Linked DNA regions of Mus musculus: region 1 is linked to region 2. Evidence: chromatin contacts called from public Hi-C data. All regions are on one chromosome and are shown on one strand. The core of a region is the stretch at or near the end of the contact, and the rest is flanking DNA. Distances in the headings are between cores, read along the strand shown. Region 1 holds the start of Hp1bp3 (heterochromatin protein 1, binding protein 3). Region 2 holds the start of Srsf4 (serine and arginine-rich splicing factor 4).

Region 1 (4,652 bases), core at 373-2,872, 6.3 Mb after region 2:
GAGGGGAGTTGGAAGGCAGAGAAAGAGGGGGGGGCAGGTTATGACCATGTGGAGAGGGAGGGGCAAGGGGTGAGAGGTCAGAGCAAGAGCAAGAGATCGAGGAGGGGGCAAAGAAGCGCCTTTTTTAGTGAGTTAGACACACCTGGCTATTGCCAGGTAACTGTGGGACATAGCCTAGATGAAATGTCAACAGGCAAAACTACATAGAGAGATCCTGTCTCAAACAAGGACACACACCAAATGTAGCAAGTTCCCAATTATGCCAATACATAAAAGTGGGATGGGGACAGGTGTCTCCGTGGCTGAGGTCCCTTGCTCTTGTAGAGGATCTCGGTTTGGTTCCCAGCACCCACATCAGACAGCTTACAACCTACTAACTCAATTCCCAGGAGTGCAGACAATCCTTAGACATCTGCACACACCCGGAACACATACAAACAGGTACACACACATATAAAAAATTAAAAGATGGTTTTAAAACAGAATTCTTCAAAAAGACCAAAATCCCTTTTTAATATTTAATTTTTTTTTCATATGACATACTTGATCAGGTCCCCTCCTCTCCAAATCCTCTCAGATCCTCCCCATAAATCCCTTTGAAGAGATTGCCCATGATCCCAGTGTTCAGGGGAATGGGTGATGTCACTAGTACAGACGCTCACCAGGGAGGAATTTTTGGTGGGGTGATTTATTTAATCTTCTTAGAACCCTTGGAGTTTCAGCCACTCTGGCAGGTGGAGAGGACTGAAAGTGTGTCTAATTGGTTTCCGTAATAAGCGCTTTGATTGACCTGCAGTTGCGGTGCCATGCATGTACCAGGCCGATACCCACAAGACTCCGGCTACTTGAGGTACATTGAATTTTTCCAAAGTGGCTTTGAAGAACTACACCTGCAATCCTTCATTTCCTTTTCCTTCTTTACACAGGCTCTCGTGCATTCCAAGCTGGCCTCAGGTTGGTTACCTACCCAAAATGGCCTTGAAATTTCGATCCTCTTGATGCCACCTATTGAGTCTGCGTCATCACACTGGGCTCTAGGTGCTGGCGATGGCACCCAGGGCTTTCTTCAGACTAGACACATACTAACAACTAAACTACTTCTTCAGCCCCAAGAACTACAATTTTCAAAGGCGGTGGTGTGCACATTACATGAATAGGCAGATCTCAACGTAAAGTGCCAAATAAAAGGCGACTCCCTTCTAATTCCGTGGTTTCTTTTGGGTGCTGGGGGTGGGGAAGCTGTCTGTGCATGCAAATCAAGAAGCTGGGGGCAGCCCGGCTCACGCATCTTCCAGGCCGTGTATGACCAGTCCTTGCTCACTACACTGCCAATTCCCTGTGGACTCAGGAAGTGGCTGTTGTTGTCTAGCACCGTCTTCCAGGGCTAAAGGGAGGCTGGAACCCCAAACCCGAAGGACTCGGGGTCGGAGACAGAGACTGCGCCGAGCACGCAGGACGCAGCCAGGAAGCTAGCGCTCCCAGCCACGCTCTGCCTCCCGTCGTCCGCCGTTCCCCCCCACCTCCCCCACGAGCGCCCTGTCGCGCCCCTGCGCGCCCGCCCGGGGACCCACTTGGCGGGCGCGCGCGGGGGCGGGGCCGGCGCGGGGGCGCGCGCGTGAGGCCGCGGGCAGGGGGGCGGGGCGGCAGAGCTCGGTGCCCGGCCTGGAGGACAGCGGTGTCGCGAGTCGGCGATCGGTGGTCCGCGGCAACGCCGAGAGGCCGTACGGGAACGCGGGCGCCGGAGCTCAGAGGTAACGCGGGATGGACCCGGACCCGGCGCGCAGGGAGTGGGCGCGAGCTCCGTGCGCGAGTGAGTAGCGGAGGGCCACCGGCCTGGGCGCTGACGCCGCTGCCCGGGCGCAAGAGGCGGGACGCGGGCACCGAAGGCCGGCGGCTTTTGTCCGTCCGCCGCGGCCGCTGCGCCCTCTCGCGTCGCGCCCGCCACCCGGCCCCTGCCCCTGGCGCGCGGGCCACTCGGGCCCCGCGGCGCGCGCTCCCGCCCTTGTTTTGTTTGGACTTGGGGAGGAGGGGCAGCTCTTCTCGGGTCGGGCCCACCCCCCCTCCGTGCTTGTCTCAGTGCGCATGCTCCGGCGTGCGCCGCGGAGCCCTATTGGCTGCGGGCTTGCGCATGCTCCGAGGCCTGTGGCCCGACTTCCGCCGCGCCCTCCTCCCCTCGGCCTACTGTCAACTTGTCTTCAAGCCCGGTTCGAAAGATGCCGGCACTAGTGAGTGGCTGCGGCGGGCCCGCCCTCCCGGCTTCTCCGCCCCCGCCGCCGCCGTGGCCGCCATTACGGAGTCCCCAGTGGTGAGTGTGCAGAGCTGAGGCCACGCCGGTCGCCGCTGGTCGCCGCCGGGTCCCCGCAGCCAGGAGCGCGGCGTGGTCTCTGCGCGGTACCTCCGCCGCCGCCCTCAGCAGTCCCGCGCCCATCTTACTCCCCACTCCCGCTAGCCCTGCGCTGTCACCGCCACGGCTCTCTGTCGCGCAGCCGCTCGCTCCCGCCTTTGTCTTCGCTGCTCCTCCGGGCGATGCTCAGCCTCTGGGCGCTGTCGCTTCGCTGCTGTCGCCGCCGCCGCTACCCCGACGGCCTTGCGCTTCTGTGTCCCCCGCGAGCCTACACCTCCCCCGGCCTCCGCCGCGCTCCCCAGGCCGGCGCAGGATTGTCAGTGGCAGCCGTCTTAAGCCTAGGCCCGAGTCGATCCAGACTTAAGCAGGCAGTTTTCCTTAACGCCCTTGAGCTAAACCCTCCTTCACAGCCAGAAGTGCTCATGACTTCTCCCCCAGGCTGCTTTACTGCCCTTCTCCGACTGCCCGTTGCTTTGGAGAACGAGTCTTATTAGACCTGGACCTCATACGCAAGCATCTTAGACGTGAAATGTGTCTAGAGAGTCATTCTGCATTTGATCTTAGCCAGAAGGGCCTAGAAGCTATTAGGAAATCGTTTGAAGTTTTTAATTTTTATTTTATCTTCAATTTTATCTTCAGCATAGGCCATATAAGGCTGCCACGAGCTTTCAGTTTCAGAGTGATTTGTTCAAAGCTGCTCTCAAATTTTGTTTTTGAGGTGGTCTCCCTAATGCTTCCTTGGGACTCTGTGCTCCTCCTGCCTCAGCCTCCTGTGTGTGAGTGCAGGGGGTGCTACTGTGAACTGACACCGGAGAGTACACATGTAGTAGGGTTAAGATTGAGGTTCTTAGCCCTAGCTTTCATACTTACTTAGGAGGTGGACCCCTGGACGCTGACTAGGAAGTTACTGAGGCCTGTGCAGATGCAAGTCTAAACTGGAGCCCTGTGGAGCTGTGTGTTTGATCGGCCTCTATCCCTGGCCGTGATAGATATCACTACATGCTACTTAATGAAATGGGAAAGTCGCTAGCAATCACGATGTTTTATCTGAGTGAGGAAAAGCCTGGGAGCTGTGTGAGGGATTTACTGGTCTGTTAGTGACATTAGAAAGGATGCATATTACATGGAGTTTATGGTGACACTCTTGCTAAAAATGCTGACGCAGTAATTTGAAATACATGCCGTAGCCCCAGACCGGCTGCCTTTTCTAATGGCATAAACTACCACCATGGAATTGGGCTTTCTACTTCTGCAAGTTTTTACTGCCTGTATTAAAACAATTTAGGCATCTCCTTTGTCAAAAGTAAGTCATGTTACTATTTACGCATTCAATAAAAAGAACCCAAAATTTGTGGCCACAGGAGAACTTGATAAACCCTAAGTGGAAATATAGTTTGGTTTCCACACCATATGAAGCCAGGTTAAAGAACCATTTTCATTCTTTAGCAAATATTTGTTGAACTCTCATTCTGACCCTGTTATCTTTTAGGCACCCAGTTTTGTATCTGTGACTCAGTAGAAAAAAATGACCTATCCACTTCCAGAGTGGTGTGCAGCTGTAATGCCAGCACTGGGGAGGTGGGCTAACCTGGGCTATTAAGATCCCCCTTGACTCCCATCCCTGCAAAAAATATCCCGGCCAGGGAGCTAATACAGCTGTCTAAAAGGTCTTATCATTCAGAGTCAACGGTTGGAACAAAAAGTTCTGTTACAAGGTACACTGACAGTGTTAAGGCAGTCCTGGCTACCCATCCATGCTGTTAGCTGTTAATGAGAAGTGAATTTAAGCTGGGCATAGTGGCACACGACTTTAATTCCAGCACTTGGGAGGCAGAGGCATGTGTATCTCTGTGAGTTTGAGGACAGCCTTATCTACATATTTCCTGGACAGCCAGGACTACATTACATGTGAAACTCTTATGTTTCAAACAAAAAGTGAGCTTAACAACCCACAAAGCCTATTACAGAAGGACAAAAAAATACTATGGGTTGGCGTTCTGTGGTTTTAGTAAAGAAATTCAGAAGTGAGGCCGACATTTTAAAAAATATTTTCCCTAAATAACTCTAGGTGTTTTCTATTACGTGCATTGACTTGGGATGGGGAGTGTGGGGCTTGTGCTGAAGTCAGAAGACAACCTTGAGAAGGAGGTTCTCATGACTCCACCCTGTGCACCCCAGGGGTCACAATCAGGTGATCAGGCTTGTCTGTCTGAGTGTCTCAGGCTGTGTGCGTGGGCATGTGTGGCTTCAGCAGTGTCACTTCCCAAAGGATGATGTGATCGGAGTGGTTTGCTTCTGTGTCGTGCTT
Region 2 (4,463 bases), core at 79-2,578:
TAGTCAAAGGCCATTAGACATAGAAAGTTCTTGTCTTAAAAAAGAAAAGCCAAGTGCTGTATGGTAAATTAACTTCTAAAGGAATACTTAAGAAACTGCCTCTAGAAAGGAAAGCAGAAGATGCAGAAGAGAAAACTTTACCCAGCACATCAGTTAAAGTGGAAATGCAGTAAAGAGACTAAACCCCTCAGTGATTCCTGGGCAAAGCTGAAAAGGAACCTTTCATTACTGAGCACCCACATGCCCCAGCACAGTTCATTACATTTGGTTATTTTGGCAATACACTGGACATCTATAGATTATAATCTTGCAGGTTAGAAATTTTTTCTGAGCTGGCAGAGATGGGGTACACCTTTAACTCTAGCACTTGGGAAGCAGGCAGGTTTGAAGCCAGCCTGGTCCACAGAGGGAGTTCCGGGACAGCCGGGGATATACAGAAAAACCCTTTCTCAAAATGAATAAACAAAAAAAGAAAATAGTAATTTTCTGTCGTGCTTAATCTAACTACAAGGCACTAAACTGAACGGACATAGTTTGGCACATGCTTTTAATCCCAGCCAATAGGCAGACAGGCAAAGTTTCAGGCCAGCCTGGTCTACAGGGCTATTTCTAGGACAGTCAGAACTTTTTTGTTTAAGGATTTATTTTATGTGTATGAGTACAGTGTAGCTGTTTTTAGACAGACACCCTAGAAGAGGGCATCCGATTCCCATTACAGATGGTTGTGAGCCACCATGTGGTTGCTGGCAATTGAACTCAGGACCTCTGGCAGTCAGTGCTTTAAAAAATAAAAATTAAATCTGAGATGTAACTCAGAGATAGGGCACTTGTTAACATCCGTATGGCCCTGAGTTCGATCCACAACACCGCAAAATAATACCGAACCAATTATTGGAACACTTTTACATACCTAGTATCGACACTGTAGAGACAACCCTGAAAGTACAAGGAAGATAAAAGAGACTCAAAGATCCGAGAGAAAGGAAAATGGGCCCAAGGTCATGGATCCACTAACTTCCCACAGGGACGTTTACCGAAAACCACCCCAAAACAGAAAGTCTACCAGAGCAAAGGACAAAGGCGGGAACACCCGCTCGGCGCGCACCCGCGCAGGCACTTCCGGGGGAAGTGCCGCTGCCACGGCGAGCTCGCGAGAGGACGTGCTGCAGCTGTCGCTCACTCGGCCAGGTCCCGCCCCGCGCCGGCGCGCCTCCAGTAAAGCCCCGCCCCCGCCCCTGACCAGGCGGGAAGCGGGCGCGCGCTCCCTCCCGTTCCCCTCCGCCGGGGGGGGGGGGGTAGGGAGACGGGGGCGCGCGTTCTCGAGCTGCGTGCTCGCGTACGTCGCCGGGCTTCGGCTGCGTCCGTCCCGCCGCCCGCCCGTTACCGCCGCCGCCGCGTTTTCCCTTCGCCGGCCGCCGCCTGAGGGGGGCCGGGGCCAGCTGCCGCCGCCGGAATGCCGCGGGTGTACATCGGCCGCCTGAGCTACCAGGCCCGGGAGCGCGATGTGGAGCGCTTCTTTAAGGGCTACGGGAAGATCCTGGAGGTGGATCTGAAGAACGGGTGAGGAGGGCGGCGGAGGGGCCGGCCGGGGGGCTGACAGGGCCGCGGCTGTGGCTAGGAGGCCGCGGGGACGCGAGCGCGGCGCTCGCTGGGCGCTAAGCCGCCGCCGGCCTCCTCCGCTCCGCCATGGCGGCGGTGCCTCGGGGGCGCGGGTAGGCCCGGCTCCCACTGCGCCTGCGCGGGCGGGGGTGGTGGCGGGATAATGGGGACGGAGGCCCGGGTTAGACTGGGGCTCCGGGCGCCGGGGAGGCCTGGGTTTCCGTCGCTGGACTATGGGTCCGAGGCGGCCCTTTCCCGCTCTGGGGCTGCCAGGAGCAGATGAGGGTTCCGGCCCTCTTCTCCCCGTTCCCCAGCCTGACCGGCCAGAGGCTTCCCGGCGTGTGTTTCTGAGGACTGGAGCTCTGGCTTTTTCGCGTGCCACACTTTGGGCGGGAGACACTAGTTTTTGTAGTGCAGTGACAGTTTCGAAAGTACTGGCTTGCCGCGCTTCAAGCCTTGACCGCTCCCTTTCCGAGAGTAAATTAAAGTCCTAGCTCGTTATCTTGGGGAGTCCTTACAGAGTTTTCCACGTTGTGGTTTCGGCTCTCCAACTTGCCGGAAAATGATTGCTGTCGTAGGATTTTTTGAGTGGGTAAGGGCCATCCTGGCCAGGTCTGCGTCGGCTGCTGGTGCAAGTGGAGACACATCTCCAAATTGCCTACTTAACAGCTTTCCCCGTACAATCTGGGCTTGTATTTCTAATCTGCTTTGGCGAAGCAAGGCTAGCAGGGACTACCAGGTTCGGGGAAAACGGGTGAGTTGTCATGCCTAGAGATTGTACGAGCATCTTTTGCTTGGGAGCTGAGAATTATTAGGTAGGACTTGAAAGGCATTAAGCACCGGAACGGCGTCGGAAGCACTAAACCTTGGGTGTTAGGGGAACCCTTGGTTTTTGCTGTGTTTATTTCTTGCCTGTTTTGTTTTTTTCGACTTTGTGTTTGGTCCAATGAGACCAGTAGTAATTGACATTTGAGAAGACATACACTTTAGTATGAATGGCAAATGAACCAGCAGGTTCTCAAAGCTGTCTAGATTTCGAATAATTGACACTTAAAAGACTCTCCTTGCTGAGAACAAGACTTCGATAAAATGTTTATGAATCCTGGATTCGATTCACAAAGACAATTTCTCATTTTTGTTCTTACAGAGCGAACCAGCTGGCATGAGAGTATTGTTTTTGTGATATTTAACCTTACATGTGAGAGATTAACCGACCCCCCTTACCCCCTCCCTTTTGTAGGGGAAAAACAAGGGGTTTGGAAGACAGATAAGTCTGAGTCAAACCTTGCTCCTCAATTTAAGTTTCTTTGAGCAAGTGACTTAGTTTCTCTGAACCTGTTTTCTCATTCATAAAAAGGAAGGTCAGGTAGAAAAAGTATAAAGCTTTCGCCATCCTCTGTAATAGAGTCATTAAGCAGCATCTTAGCCCCTTAGTGTTTGCTAGCAGTATATTTGGTGAGGTCTCTTTTCTCAAGGAGTGGGTGAGTGTTGAAAAAGGTAGTAGGGCAAAACTGATCACTTGCTCGGGTTACTAATGCGCCAACAGGATCCCCTGCACTGCAACAGCTGCACTGCAGGAATTGAGGAAGGAGACAGAACAGTTTCTGACTAACCTGCTGTGACTGACATGCCTTTTGAGTCAAGGAATGCTTGTTCTCACTTAAAACTCAGACAACTAAAATGTAGGATAGTTTACTAAAATTGATTTTCTTTTTCTATTATTTTTACTTTTATGTGCATTGATGTTTTGCTTGCGTGTATGTCTGTGTGAGGGTCTCAGATCCCCTGGAACTGGAGTTGAAGACCGTTGTGAGCTGCCATTGGTTGCTGGGAATTGAACCCAGGTCCTCTGGAAGAGCAGCCAGTGCTCTTAACCACTGAGCCATCTCTCCAGCCCAGAATAGATTTTTCTTAAAATGAGCTTTGAAGTATGGATTTACTAGGACTTGAAATGAAGAAAGAGAAATGTCCAGAAATATGTTATGTTGGAATTGGTGAAGAAGTGGTCCAGTAAGGACCAACTCTTAACAGTCTAGCTGTTAAGACCTAGAAATTTAACACCAGACCAGAAACAACTATTAAAGGTTTTACACTAGGGGATTGGAGAGATGGCTCCATCATTAGAGTCACTGGCTGTGTTCCCAGAGGACCTGGGTTCAATTCTCAGCACCCACATGGGAGCACACAATTGTGTCTCCATCCAGTCCTGGGGAATTTGACACTTTCTGTCCTCCAGCACTAGGCAGGCTTGTGGTAAACAGTTAAACATGCAGGCAGAACCTCCAGACACATAAAATAAATTTAAGAGAATAAAAGTAAAGATAAATAGTAAAAAAAAATTTAAAGGAGTTTTACACTAAATTTTAAATCATGAATAGAATTCAAAGACTCTTGAAGGAAACATGGAACAACTCAGGGAATCTAAGAGGACAGACACTCTCAGAACTTTAGCTGCCTACATCTTTTAGGAACTTGGATTCTCATATTGCCAAATAACGGATGGTGTAAATGAAGTCCATCATAGATCAAGGTTGAAATAAGGAATAGAAAGTTATTTGGGGCTTAAAGACAGGTGTGACAGGCGCTAATTCCATGCAGTACAACCTAGCATCATCCTGAAATCATTGCAAAGGAAAATGACTTCCGGGAAGAAGACAGATGGTGGAGGTGCCGGGAGACTGAAAGGAAGCAATAGAACAAAAGGAGAGTGTAATGTGGGGGTGCGTAGTCTTAAGCCTAGGACGATGGTAGGTTTCCTTACAGGGAAATGTTTTTGAACATTTCTGGATTGAAACTCTAAAACAGATTTTAGATTAATGGGACTTTAAAGAATTGCTAGAGTGTTCACATCTGTTAAGGTGAGG

The links. Hi-C and Micro-C count contacts between places; a contact is called where the count stands out from the background.
Region 1: a contact with region 2 is called in a Hi-C map of double positive thymocytes, with 7 times the contacts expected there. The contact joins the promoter of Hp1bp3 here to the promoter of Srsf4 in region 2. A contact is called at or near these places in 2 of 484 Hi-C or Micro-C datasets (CD4 T cells and double positive thymocytes).

Annotation. Positions count from the first base shown.
Region 1 is chr4:138,214,990-138,219,641 of GRCm38.p6, forward strand. Hp1bp3 (heterochromatin protein 1, binding protein 3) reads left to right here and starts at 1,623. Exons shown (of 13, transcript NM_010470.3): 1 at 1,623-1,751.
Region 2 is chr4:131,872,311-131,876,773 of GRCm38.p6, forward strand. It overlaps Srsf4 (serine and arginine-rich splicing factor 4), which reads left to right and starts at 1,329. Exons shown (of 6, transcript NM_020587.2): 1 at 1,329-1,560. The coding sequence starts at 1,454.